Linked DNA regions of Gossypium hirsutum: region 1 is linked to region 2. Evidence: chromatin contacts called from public Hi-C data. All regions are on one chromosome and are shown on one strand. The core of a region is the stretch at or near the end of the contact, and the rest is flanking DNA. Distances in the headings are between cores, read along the strand shown.

Region 1 (7,696 bases), core at 628-3,127, 140 kb after region 2:
TTGATTTATTGTACAGCGATTAATTTCTCCATTTCTAAATAAATGAGACAAAATATACTCTAATTTTTAATATGATCTATACAATTTAATTTGATTTTTTTATTAGTATTAATATATTAAAAAGGTGATTCTTTGAATCGGTTTAAGCAAGGAAATCAGAAAATATAATTAAAAAGTAACTGGTTCATTTTATTTTTGTTAAAAAATATATTTAATCATATTTCAACTAATTTATTGTATCAGAAACTTTATTATAGTATATATGGGGTTATTTGGCAAACTATTAGAGCATCTGATAATAATCTTATAGTAATATATTAAGAGATATATCATTAAATCCAAATAAATAAATTGCACCAAAATCATGAAATGAAATGAAATGAAAATAATGTAATTAATTTAAAATTTAATGAAAATAATGTAAGAAGAAAATTGTGAATAACATCTCATAAAACATTTTACTAGCAAAGCCTTCTACTCCAAGATTGTGTTACTTAGGTTGCTTCCACTCCACGTCCAAAGGATATGGCAAATTCCAATATTCCAATCTTATCAAACCTTATCTTCTATATCCCATCAATTATTACTTATTTCATATATTTGTTTCAATCATGTCATCATATCCTCATATTTTAACACTCATTATTAACTCATTTTTTTTAATTTTAATTAGAATTATGAAAAACTAAAATTGAATTGTTATCCGAATAATCTGAAAGTTTGATAATTTCTTATTTTAATTAGTATTAAAAAAATAATTTCAATTTTAAGCTCAAAAATATATTTTTTTAGTTTTACCAATTTATTAGTTTCTATATCTTCGATTCTCATTATCTGTGTCGGTTTTAGTTCATTGAATCCAATTTTTTATTTTAGTCTACATTGTACTTATTCTTAATGTATTTGTATTGTAATAATTTAATTTTATTTGGTGGTTACTCAGACAATTCGTATGTAATAGTTTAGTCAACTTGATATAATGGGATTATGAATTTTCACTTGTTTATTTTATTAAGGGTAAATGATAAATTTAATATCTAACATCTATCTATTTGTCATTTTGACCCTAATATTTTTAAGTCACTTTGGATTTCAACTTTCAAAATTTTGTTAATTTTTTTCAAAAAACTTGACTAAATTACTTATTTTTTATAGTATTGATATGACATTTTACGTAACAATATATATGTAATTTATTGCAGATGTAAACATATTCTTGAGAAGAAATTTTAAATTTTTATGAAGTTTATATTAATTATTACATAAGTTAACACACTAGAGTGAAGTTCTTAAAGATTTAATTAATTTTTTATTTAAAAAATAATTTAATTTAATTAAATCTTAAAGATTGAAAATTAAAATAATTAAAAATTAGAATCAAAATTTTAAAAATAGAAGTTAAACTTAATACACATTTTCATACTAATACATTCTCTATTAAATAAATGCCTCCCAAAACTCACGTACTTGAGAACATTGACATCTATTTCACTTGCCTAATGAAAAACCAAAATAACCCTCAAACCGAATCATGAGGCACAAACAAAATTGAAATCAAGATTTTTTAGAAAAAAGGTAAAATTAAACAGAGTCCTAAACAATTTAAACTGAGTTTTAAAAAGGTTCTGTCGAAATCCAACCACGTTTAAAACCCCCGCATTTATGATCTGCAGTGCCGACCAAACATTATCCATATGAATGAGGATCTGACTCGACTTACCCCACGATTCCAGACTCAATTTAGCATCAACTAACATATTTTAATTTTAAAATTTACAAATAATAGTAAATATGTTAAAAATAATTAAATATATTTTAAGATAATAAAAACATACTAACGTGTTAAAAAAGTAATCAATAATACTCGTTTACGTGGGATCTCCCCCGTCCACTCCAAAACTCAAAATAACAGCCCCCTGCTCCGATATTAATTAACCGACTTATTTTCTTTTGACGCCAAATAATCGCCGTTGTAAAAACAATCCCTTATTTATCAATTTCATTCCTTCTCTTTACATTTTTTCTTTTCTAATTTTTTTTCCACCCAATACTCTATTCTTTTCTCTGTCTACGTCTCAGAATTCTACGCGTCCGATTTCGATTTTCTTTTTTAATTGTTCCTAGTTCTGGAAATCGACAGATCGAAATTGTTGTATGTCGGTGGCATTATGCGGCGATTCGTTGACAACGCCCTCGCTGTTACCAAAGAGTGAGCCCTTCTCTTTTTACCTGTCCTTGTATATATACGTGTATGCGTGCGTGTATTTTGGTACATGCATGTGATGAATCGGTTTTCTGTATTTATTTCGTTGTGCGATCATTTTGCTTGCCTATAGAATTTTTTTTTTGGAGATTATTTGATTGATTTGGGGTTTTAGAGGGACCGTTTTTAGGATTTTTATTGGCATTTTTTTTTGGGAGAAGTAGTTGGGAGCTTTTATTAGCTGAATCAAGTTCAAGGAAAAAAAGGGGGAGGGGGAGATCATTTATGGAATCTCCCGTGTTTTCTTTTTTACATATCGGAGTTCTTTTTAATTGAAGCATTCTGAATTGTTATTGTTGCCAAAAGAAGCAAAATAATTACTTTATAATCAAATTGACCCTAATTACCTAATTGTGGAAACCATTTTTCTGAAATAAATAATCAGATGAATTTACTGAAAATATTTAATTTCTTAATTTTTAGAATACGAAGAAAAAGAACCTAGTTTGTAAGCTTAAATAATTTACAATGTTAAATATATATTACTATCCAGAATTAGTTATGGGTAGATGATATTGGGGCTGGTTGAATTTAAAAAAAAAATTGTTGAAAAGCATCTCTTTGGCTGGTTATTGATGACATTAGTAGTTTTTGTTCCTTTTTGTTCTGTTTTGAAGCTTTCTTGAGGCTCCTCCCTTTGAAGCTTGGTGCCATTCAACCTTTTGAACTGCATTTGAGGCTTCTCCTTAACCTTTTTTTTTATACGTAGTATGATGATGATCTCCTTGTGATTGTTGTGGTAATTTATTTGCTTTGCTTGTTCTAAACATCATTCAATTATAATGTATATTTGTTTCCACCCCTTTAGTAAGAGCTAGTTACTGTAATTCATTTCCTAAAGCTTTGGTTATTGGCTCCTTTACTATTTGTTCTTTGATTTGGTTTTATTTTTTTTACTTGCATTGAAAAAAGAGAAGCAAAAATGCCCCCCAAATGTTTCGCTAGTTTTTTTTTCATCATGTTAGAAGATGAGTAACTGATTTGTTTTAATTTTTATGCAGGTCAGTGAAGACTTTTACATATGAGTCTTTGAACAATATTGCAAGGTTGATAAATGGAGTGTCTGCACTTCTATTGGCCATTCTTCTTGGAAAGTCGAATATTCTTGAAGGTGCTCAAGGATGGGAGCTTAGGCCAACTTTTCATGGACCTCGGTTTCCACGCTGGATGGAAAAGTATGTTTTTTTAGTTTTGATGTGAGAAAACATTGCTGAAGTATCATACTTGCCACTTGTAAGCTTAAGTAAAACCTTTTGCTAGCGTGGTTTAATTCATTGACATCATCATTTAAGTTCATAGTTTGCTTCTTAGTTTTGGCTTTTTCTTTGCTTTCTATCAATTATTTATTGGAGAACTAAAAGATTAAATGGGAGAGACTAAACAGGTTCTGATGATTTTCTTGTCAAGATGTTCTGCTGGAGAAGTTTATTTTTTGCTTGCTGACACTAGTGTGTTCTTACATCATAGGTCCAATGTACTCCTATAGAGCCTCTGCTAGTTGGATATAAATATATAATTATCCTGTTAATGATATGACTATATTGAATGTTATCGCATATAAAATTTGCCTATGGCAGCTTTTATTTGGCTGGTCATGGTATGTTGCATGACTGCAGAAGCACAATAGTTTAAATAGAAAGTGGTGTAATCAGAAAATTCTCAGGTTTCCTTCTCTTTTATTTGAAATTGTCATATGAAAAAAAGGGGGGGGGGGAAGAAAAAGAAAAGGAACTACAGATAGGAGTGGGACCCCCGCCCCCTCTCTTTCTCTTTGAGAAACTTAGATTCCTTGATACTACTATCTGCAAAAAGAAACCAAAGTAATAGGATCCATGATGCTACTGCATGCATAAAGAAGCAATGGTAATTTTGTTGCTGCTTGACAATATGTGTTCATGGGCTAAAATCTGAAAATGCTCCTCTTTCTCAATCCTAGTGGTGGAAAAAAGAAAGAAAAGAAAAAAAGACGCACTGATGCACACACACAGAAGAAGATAAATTGTTGAATCTGTGATAAGCAAGTGTCACTCTATACAGCTTCTTTACCATATTAGCTGATTGTAATACCAATTAGTCGTTGACATTTTGACTTTTCTTATTTGTCATAGTGGTGTTTCCTCATTCAACCAGTTCATCCATGAGCTTTCTGTGGATTCTGATTCTTCAAGTGTAGACTATGCTTCTGCAGAAGATGAACCTGATGAAATATACCGTTCAACACCTTCATCACCTTTATCTGATGGATCAGGAACCTGCAGGACAAGCACTCACATCAATCATGATCCACACTGGACAAACTGGGTGGCGTACATATTTTCTTGGATTTTGTTACCTGCTAGGTTTTTGCTGAGGATACCATTTCTTCTTTTCCGTTTGTTAAGTAGTCGGGAATCGAAGGCTTCTTTGGATACAGGAAGTCCCCATCCTAGGACTTTCCATCCCTTTAGGAAAGTACACAGCTCGAAGGACCATGTTGTCCAGCGCACCATTGACAGGAGACGTGGAGTCATTGAGGTTTATACGAGGACTTACATCTTACTGTCTCTTGAATTTTTCTGTTTCCATCACCTTTATTATGATTTTTCCTTAGCTTTTTACTTAACTCACTGCTATGCTATGCCAATCAGGACCTTCATCTAGCAATTGAGATTTTCATAGAAGCCATATTTGATATGTTCCACAAGGCTGCATATTTTGTGTTCTCCCCGTTCGCAGCCTTCAGAATCTTTGGAAAATGGTTCTCATCTCCTAGTGCTGGTGATAAGGATATTGATGATAATGTCTCAAATGCTTCAGTTCCCACTGCTACTCTTGGAGCTAATGATCCATCTCCTAGAGAAAGGAATCTTACACTTCACCATACTCTTAATACTGATGCGCGGACTTGTCGAGATGTCATAACAGAGCTTGGGTAAGTGCAAGGTTATTTTCAAAATTTTCTTTCCTTTCTTCCCCTTTTTTGCCACAGTAATTCTGCTTATGTCTGTTTCTTACCCAATGTTCCTGTTTTAGGTATCCATATGAAGCTATTCATGTCATCACTTCTGATGGATATGTTATCCTTTTAGAAAGATTACCAAGGTATAAGTGTTTATTTTCTTTTAAGATTTTCTCTCCTGTTTGAATGCTATGGTTGTTGATGCCTCTGGTCAAATATTGCAGGCGTGATGCACGGAAGGCTGTCTTTTTACAGCATGGTATTTTGGATTCGTCTATGGGGTAAGTAACAACCTGCAGTCTGCCTACCCTCCTCTCTGATTCCTTTGTTGGTTGCTTGCTATGCACTAGATTAAGCTACATGCTTGACCCATTTGTGAGGGCAGTTCTTTGTGGGTTTTTCTGATATCATTTGTCTGTAACTGGTATTATATTGGTCATTTTTCCAATGGTTTTCTGGGAATAGTTAATTGACAGCCCTGAACCATTATATTGGTCACTAGTATTTTGGATGATAACATTTATCTGTATTTGAAAATTGGGTTCTCAAATATTATTGCATTGGTAATCGAGTAAACTTATTTGTTCTGGTAGTCTAATTGATGGCTGACTCTTTGTTTAACAGTTTCAGGCATTAGCCCCGGTAAATACAATAATATTATTCATTAAGCAAGGGTTTTGGTCTAATGTTTTTTTTTTTGGAGGAAAAGAGTATCAGGAAAGAAATCTGTTTCTGACATTTGCTTTTTAGTGTAATGGTTTTTTTCAGAGGAAACGAAAAAGATTTCTTTCTTGATAGTTCCACTATTTTATGCATTGAAGGAATCATTTCAGTCATTATTCTTTGAATACTACTTAATAAATAGTATTACTGAGTTCTTGTGTGTCTGATTTTGCCACATTAGACTGGAATAAGTTGAGGAAGAGGATCCGTGTACCTATCTCAGCTATTTTTAAATTAATATCGAATCATTTTCGGTCAGCATCTATATGTGAATATCACATCTATTGAAGACTTGAATGCATGCATGTAACATCAATGAACATAATCCCTTTTATTATTATCCTTGTTGAAACCTTAATATTTATTATCCCAACTAATTATAACTTTTTCCTTTTCCCTTTTTACTAAAGTATTTCATTTGGGTAAGTTCTTATGTATTGATCCATGTGAGCAGTTGGGTTTCCAATGGCGTTGTTGGTTCTCCAGCTTTCGCAGCATTTGATCAAGGTTTATTTCAGACTTGAAACTATTTTTGTCATTTATGGTATAAAATTGCAGTGAATGATGTTATTGCTTGAATTACAGGCTATGATGTCTTCCTTGGGAATTTTCGTGGTTTAGTCTCTAGAGAGCATATGGATAAAAATATCTCCTTAAGGCAGTAAGTGACTATGATTTCTCTGTCGATATCTTTCATTTATTGTTTATCAGACATTGAAACTGGAAATTGAAGAATGAAATATTTCAACATGATTTCTCCTGTTAAATGTGATCACTAGGTGGGAGCGATTTATCCTTCCGAAAACTGTTTATCCTCCTTTTAGTTGTCACTAAAACACACTATTTTGACTCAGATATTGGCGATTCTCCATAAATGAACACGGGACAGAGGATATTCCAGCTATGATAGAGAAGATTCACGAAGTTAAAACTGCTGAATTGAAACTTAGCCATCCCAATGAAGAAACAAATGATGAGCAGCCATACAAACTTTGTGCAATCTCTCACAGCATGGGTGGAGCTGCTATGCTGATGTATGTTATAATACGCCGGATTGAAGAGAAACCTCACAGGCTCTCAAGATTAGTTTTGCTTTCGCCTGCAGGCTTCCATGATGAGACCAGTTTTTTATTCACAGTGGCGCACTATATATGTCTTCTTTTGGCTCCTATCCTTGCACTTTTTGTGCCTGCCTTATATATACCCACCAGGTTCTTTCGGATGCTGTTCAACAAGTTGGTCAGGGACTTCCATAACTACCCTGCCGTTGGGGGACTGGTTCAAACTATATTGAGTTACGGCTTCGGTGGAGATAGCTCAAATTGGGTTGGGGTGCTGGGATTACCTCATTATAACATGAATGACATGCCAGGCCTGTCATTTCGTGTGATTCACCACCTTGCACAAATAAAGAGAACGAAGAAATTTAGAATGTATGATTTCGGGAGTAAAGCAGTCAATATGGAGGTGTATGGATCACCAGAACCAATAGACTTGGGGGAATATTATTCACTTATCGATATTCCGGTCGATTTAGTGGCTGGGAAGAAGGACCAGATAATCACTTCATCAATGGTTAAGAAGCACTATAGATTGATGAAGAATTCAGGTGTAGATGTATCATACAATGAATTTGAGTATGGACACTTAGACTTCACATTTGCCCACCACGAAGAACTCTTAGCATTCATGATGTCGCGGCTGCTGCTCGTGGAGCCTGATCTGAAGCGTCAGTCTAGTCCGAAAAAGGCTCTAAAGTTGAAAAAAACAGG
Region 2 (7,467 bases), core at 4,074-6,573:
TATTTCCACTAGAAATGGTTTACACTCATTTGACAACAAATTCCTAAATAGAAGGGGGAAAAAAACAGCTTATCACACATCGACGCTGCTCATAGAATTACATAAATCTCATCGATCTAAGTGGTTGTTAATTGTTTACAAAAAAGCAATTTACAAGACCGAAATCTGCATACATACACTCGAAATTTTATGGATTCCAAACAAATTTTGGCACAAGCTAAAACAAATAATCTCAAAACTACAAATTCAAACAAATTCCCGCAATTTCTAGGCGATGAAGCAAGTAATAGGAAAATGAAAGGTGGCGTACCTTGGCGAAGAATGATAGAGTCGAGAGAGAAGTATAAGCGGCTCAGTTAAAATCTTTAGGGTTTCTATCGAAATACTTAATTTATAGTGTGACATTAGAAGTGGCCCGTTTCGCTAGGGTTTTTATATATATTCAATTAACTATTAATACTCGAAGTCATGTTCCATTTTAAATTTTTTACTCAAAAAATAAATAAATAAATTTTTATATGTCTATATTGAACTTTTTTTTAATTATCTTTAAAAATATTTGTAACTAATAAAATAATCAATCATCAGTACAGTTTAAATTATATTAACCATAAAGATTACGTTTATTTATAAGTATAAGAATATTGTGGAATTTAAACACTTTACAAAATCTTTTAGGATTATATATATTCAACTAGTTTTAGTGAAGTATTTCATTAGATAAATAGATGACTTTCTCCGATTGTTTATAATTAGATAAGTTTTTCCATTTGTTTCACGAATCGAGTTAAGTCAAGTGGGTTAAATAAATTTCTTTTAATCAATTGACCTTGTTAAGCAATATCATGTGTATTAATTATAGACTTTGATCCACGACCCATAACACTAGTAAGTGTATTGAAATAAGAAGAAAGTTGGAAGGATCTTAACCTAAAGAATGTTGCATTTTTTTTCTTCCTGCAAAGTACAAAAATGTTGTGTCAACAGCACCGTTCTTATAGTAAGCAAACAGTAATCACCCGCTGAGGCAGATTTAGGGTGTTAGGAAGCCCATAGTCTATTAAAATAGGAATTTTATCATTATGATGTTTTAAATTTTTAAAAAATTTAAATTAATAAAGATAAAATTAAATTTTAATACCTTAAAATAATAAATTTTAATTTAATCTTTTAAAATTATAAAGATATAAATAATTTTTTTCCTAGCTTCGCCCTTGATCACCCGTCGTCTCGGACTCAAAATTGAAAGTCGTTTAGTTTGAAAGGCAAAAACTTGGTTGCTCCCTCATTATTTTTCTTGAAGGTCTCTTTCTTCTTCGCCTCCAATTCCGATGTCAAGTTCTTGATTAACTTGTTCATGAACATGACAAACTGCTTCTCGTCAGAAGGGGTTGCTTCTAAAGCCTAAAAGGGTCGACAATGTGAACAACCTTCACAGCTTGGTCATCAGTCATCACCACCTTCGGCAGAAGGATTGGTTGCATGACCCACTTTAGCATCCCATTCTCGATTTCCCGTGAGGAGATTCTGGTAAACCAACATGATTGCGGTCTCTCTCGAAGCGAAAAGCTAAAGGCTTTTTTTAGTTCTGAGAGTGGAAGAGAGAGACGAAGGCGGCGACATAGAGCGAGAGAAGAATGTTGCATTCAAGGCACAAGTATTTCAAATTGACTTCATAAATTATATATATTATGCTTTTTCATTAACATCTAACGAGAAAATTTAATTGAATATAAAATTATTTGATTCCTGAGCATATAAAATATGTATTCGTTAAAGAAAATGATACTTGATCTGAATTCTTAAATAATTAACAAGAAAATAAATTGAAATGAATATTGGTGGGCCTATTATTGAGTTCCAAAGCCCAAAATTATTTAGCAAATTGACGTCCTGAAATCAATACGCATCCCGCATCTAATTTAAAGTCCAATTTTAATTTTAAGATCCAAAGATATAAAGGCCCAAGACATGGAATTTAAGCAGGTTTTAAAAAGCGTAAAATACATCTAGCGTCACTCAACTATTAATAAATTTACATTTTAGTTACTCAATTTTAAAAAGTTAAATGGTCACCGAATTATTCAATTTTTTGTTTAGTCACTAGGTTGTTAAATTCGTTATTGTATGGCATTTTTTGTCCGTAGCGTCTGCACTAATCAAAAGCTTTTTTTTCTCTTCACGTTTATAGTTCAATTTTTTTTTCATGAAACAACTTTGAACATCGTGAATTTTCAAACCAATTTCCAAACACTTTTCTTCTCCGATCTCTGACATTGGCCGTTAGATTAACTTAGATCTAAAATATGTTATACTATTTGTCAATGAATAATGATCTATTGTACCAATTGTCGAATTGTCACTTTAAGCTTGCTAACTAGACTTTTGAAAAATAAAAATTTAACAGCCCAATGATTTAAATAAAAACTATTGAATAGTTCAATAACTTAAATGAAAACTTTCAGATAGTTCAAAAACCATTTTATAACTTTTTTTTAAAATTAAATGACCAAAATATAAACTTACTAATAATTTAGTGACATTTCATAATTTACCCTTAATTTAATTTTTTTATTATAAATCTCAAATAATCAACTTTGATTCAATTTATAAAACATTATACATGAACTTCAATTGATGCAATTATACATATAAAAAATTAATTTTACTTCAATTATACATATAAATTTTTAATTTTTATTTAATTATACATATTTTAAAAAATAAAAAAACACAGTTACGTATTTACTTTCATATTAGATAAAAATGATCATATGTATATGTTGATAACAATAATATTAATTTCTTTTTTCTCCATCACACCAAACATAGTGTTAAAGATTGTCGTAGTTATGGTCCCCATAACTTGGAACTAACGTGTACTTACTTCCAAGTGTTTATGCCTCAAAAAATTTATATTCCTAAAGTCAAACAAATCCTATTTTGGGTGGAAGAACACTTAAAATTGAGTAAAATGGGTTGCTTAAATTGTTAAGAGTTTTGGTACCATGGGAATCTATCGTCATTATTATTATTGAGCCACCAATTTCCTACTTTCTGTTAAATTCCTCAAACACTATCCAAATTTGCTTCAATTTTACAAATTATTTTTAAAATTATATATATCTATAGCTAAACTGCTACTGTTTATCTTGTCTTGTTTTTAATGGAAACCTATCGATTTATGCTTTTAGTAGGGACTATGAAATTTTGATTCCTCTTTTTTCTAATTTAAACGTGATTTGATAAATAAATAAATAAATTCAACAATAATGTAAAATTGATTGAATAAATTATTTTAAATTTATCCGAATAGTTTACTTGAATTGATCCGACTTAAGTTTTTATATAAAGTATAATTAAATTAATTTATATATACTTTTATTTTTATTTTAAAATTGTTACTATTTATGTAATTTCATAAATATTATCTCATTGAAGTGCGATTTACCTTGAATTTATAATGGATTCATAAGAAAAATTGAATTCAGAGTTAATACTTTATAATATTTTATGGCATGTTTCAATACTTAAAATTAAATAAAATTTTATAATGTCTAATTCCATTTCCTATGTTGAATAGAAATTCATTTAAACACAAATTGATTGATTAATTAAATTATTTAAAATTAAAATAAATAAATTGGAAAAAAAACCTAAATTTGAATAACATTAAGTCAAATATAAAATTTAAATGATAAAAACTTAAAATAACTCACATTTTACATAATTATTTGTATTATTTAAAAAAATTCTAAATTAGAATATACTATTTTATGTTTATTTATATATGGACACGAAACTAAAGGATATAGGCATAAACGACATCGGAAAAGGACAACGTGCCCATGCAACTTGGTCTGCTAATATTATTGTTGGCCGCGTTAAGCTTCAAGCGGTCGGCACAAAAGAAGCCAACATTAATTACTTAATTGAAAGGTAAATCTAAAATTTATATCGAGTATTTTATTTGTATGAATTTTATTTTTATATTAAAATTAAAAAATACAAATAACAAATTTCGATTATAACTATTTGTAAAATATACAAGGAAGAGTAAATGGGGTCAATTTTCTGATGAGTGGAGCTGAGATTATTTTATTTTTATTGTTTAGTTTCACTTTTATGTCTTTGTAGTCAAGTAAAGCTTTTTTTTTTTCCTTTTTTTTTTATAGATATGTTCACATGATTAGATAAAAAAATATAAAACATATCTACACAAGTTATCAAATATGATCAAATGATTGCATGGAAGCTATGCATTTAAAGTATTATTGGTAAATTTTGAATTTTAGTGCTTTTTATTTTAAGTAATTTATTTTTTTTTATTTTAAAATTTTAAATGTAATTTCAATTGTTAATATTGTTAAAGTTTTTTATTAAATTTATTAGTGTGATATTTTGAAATAAAAAAAAATTCACTTGGTGTCATGCAACACCTGGATTTAATAGATAAATTTTAACGGTATTAATAATTAAATTTGTATTTTTAAATCCAAAAATAAAAGGATTAAATTCATTGAAATAAAAACAAGAGGACTAAATTCAAAATGTATGAATAGTATAAAGACTAGAAGTACATTTTAACCAAATATTTACATGCATGTAGAGGTGTTTATGAGCTAATATTAAATTGGGCTTAAGTATGCTATTAACACATTTTATGAATTTTATGAATGATTAATTGAAAGTGATTCTAGACTTGCTTGTCCAAACCTATCCATTGAAAATGATTAACCTAAACTTATTTTTACGCTTGCTCATCTTTTTTTTCTTTTGAAAATATTTATATTTTTAATTTAACAATTAATAATATTATATTATTCATTAATTAAAATTTTAGACAAGACTAATCAAGTCCAATCTCATATTATTTTAAGCTTGCCCATTCTAAATCAGCTCGAACTAAGCTCAAGCTTTAGATGTTTAAATTTAAGCTTAACTTATATTTTTTAAACTTTTACCTAAATTTATTTTTTAAATCTAATATTTTTACTTAAAACTCTGGGGAGAGCAATTTTCAATTAAATTAACTTAATTGATTTAGTTTATTTTGATTTAGGCATTTTGTGTGGTTATTTTAATTGGTTATCTATTGTTAAAATTTTAAATTAATTCGACTAAAAGTTTAACTTAATTTAATACATATCATTTAAGCCAAATAATTAAAGTCGATTAACTCACTGAACTAAAGTTAATTTAATTATGTTGATTGTTGAGTTTTAATTTGATGAATAGATTATAATCAATTAAATAGGTCTAATAAAAAAAAACTGATGTAATTTTCTAAAAGGCCGAATGCTCTCCTCTATATAAACCTTCTCAATTTCGGGTCCAACTTCGAGTTTTATCATGCATTAAATTTTGATCTCACATTATAAATACTACTCCCATTTCTTATCATCCGAAACACCCATTCGATTGTATTCCCACCCTCCAAAAAAAAAAAAAAGCAAAAAAACTCATGGCTGATTTCACATTCTTGGATATTGATCCTACCATGGAATTACTTGACCAATTCCCTGAACTAAAATCCTTGAATTATCAAAGCTTTTCACCTTTCTCCACCACTGACAACAACCTGTTCAACAATCAAGCTCAAAATATCCCAACCATTAATAACCGGCGAGAAGAAGATAATAACTTACCAGATTTTACCCACAATTCAGTACCATCAGTTTCTCAGCCAATTTTCAGACCTGGAAATGAATTCCATGAAGAAACCCACAAGAGAAAAGAATTGGATTTCGCATGGGAAACTAGTTTCTGGAATTCATCGTCTCCCCATGTTTATGAAACTGAGATCAACATAAGAAACGTAAACACGTATATGATGTTCTGAAATCATTTTCTTGAATTCTCTTTTCATTTTTTTTAGTGTTTTTTGGTTTTACTGTCTTGAAGAATCCAGGAAGAGGGAACAGAGCAAAAAACAATGGCAAGGAAGAAGATAAACCAAAAGAAGTGGTTCATGTTAGAGCTAGACGAGGTCAAGCTACTAATAGTCACTGTGTTGCAGAAAGGGTTATATACTTATAACTCAATTTCCTTTCTCATGAAATTCGATATTGCTGGGTACCAAGTACTTCAGTAGAAGTCTTCGAAGTGTCGTTCTTCAAGTAGCTGACTCGGCCCCTCAGCAACTAAATGTATTGCTTCAGCGTCATGATTTTATCCCTAACCTCCATGTAGAGCTGTATACAATTCATGGAAAGAGATGTCTTGACTGGTGTAAATAAGTATCTGCAAAACTCAGAAAAGGTGTCTATATAAGGCGTAAGAATAATAATGGAGTTATCTGAATGCCGGACAACTCAAACCACCAACCAATGCTTAAAAGCACCTTGGTTGGTAGGTAGAGTCGCGGGATGCTCATGTAATTCCATTATATTCACACGTCCTATATAGATATCTTTCTCAAATCCTGCAGGTACCTATCTCCATCAATTAAGACGTCCCCTCCATAAATTATACACAACGTGAAAATTGAGAACAAAACTGTAACACGCCTTTAGTTGTTGGGGGACCGAATTGGCTGTCTGAAGAACAACACTTCAAAGGTCGATAATGAAAATGAAGCATCTTCTTTTCTGCCAAACAGGTTAGAAGAGGGAAAATAAATGAGAGACTAAGAAGCTTGCAAGATATAGTCCCAGGGTGCTATAGGGTAATTATTATAATATTATGCTTCGAGTTGCATCATGCATATAGTATAGCAAAAACAACAAAGATCGTACATAATTTTTTTTATTCTGATGTACTGATAATCTGCAGAATATGGGGATGGCAGTAATGTTAGACGAGATAATCAATTATGTCCAGTTCTTGCAGAACCAGATCGAGGTACGTTGAAAAACAAACACATCATTTATTCACAATTTTCGTGCTTTCAAGCCATTTTTCAAGCGAAGGACAATATAGTCAATACATGTACATATGCATGTATGAATGGCTGATAAATTAACAGGAAACAAAAAAACCGAATATCGATTCAAATTAATTTAGTTTCGGTTTATCCGAAAATTCATTTTCTTGCAAAATAATTTTTTTTCAAAATTAAATCCAACCGCATGATTATAATCTTTCATGTATATGAAATATTACAGTTTCTTTCAATGAAATTGACGGCAGCAAGTGCATGCTATGACTTCAACTCAGATTCAGACGATATGGAAACCATGCAGGTGCTTAAATTAATTTCCTAACTACATTTTTTTCCTTTATTCAAAATTTCAAATTCTTTATAATGAATTGAATCTCACAAAATAATTGGTTTCCAATGCATAAAAAAAAATTCATCAGAGGCAAAAAGGTTGAAAAGATTGTTGAAAGAAGGATATACAGGAGGGTCAAAGCTGCTTGCTTTCGCTCATCTCTTTGACTTTAATTTCTAGATGTTATATCTCTCTTTATTCAAGATCATATTATCAAATTAAATAAATATTTTATTAACTAATAATTATAATT

What was found. A called contact is a pair of places that touch in the nucleus more often than the background predicts.
Region 1: a Hi-C map of leaf shows a contact between it and region 2, with 2.7 times the contacts expected there. The contact joins the promoter of LOC107924352 here to the promoter of LOC107904659 in region 2. A contact is called at or near these places in 2 of 34 Hi-C or Micro-C datasets (both in leaf).

What each region holds. Positions count from the first base shown.
Region 1 is chrA11:629,146-636,841 of Gossypium_hirsutum_v2.1, forward strand. It overlaps LOC107924352 (lipase member N), which reads left to right and starts at 1,878. Exons shown (of 9, transcript XM_016854752.2): 1 at 1,878-2,209; 2 at 3,265-3,438; 3 at 4,372-4,777; 4 at 4,891-5,174; 5 at 5,276-5,344; 6 at 5,426-5,482; 7 at 6,379-6,431; 8 at 6,510-6,585; 9 at 6,779-7,696. The coding sequence starts at 2,169.
Region 2 is chrA11:490,687-498,153 of Gossypium_hirsutum_v2.1, forward strand. LOC107904659 (transcription factor BEE 3) reads left to right here and starts at 5,324. Exons shown (of 5, transcript XM_041080431.1): 1 at 5,324-5,818; 2 at 5,905-6,024; 3 at 6,775-6,843; 4 at 7,107-7,184; 5 at 7,303-7,456. The coding sequence starts at 5,465. The coding sequence ends at 7,317. It overlaps LOC107904662 (40S ribosomal protein S7), which reads right to left and starts at 435. Exons shown (of 6, transcript XM_016831106.2): 1 at 311-435.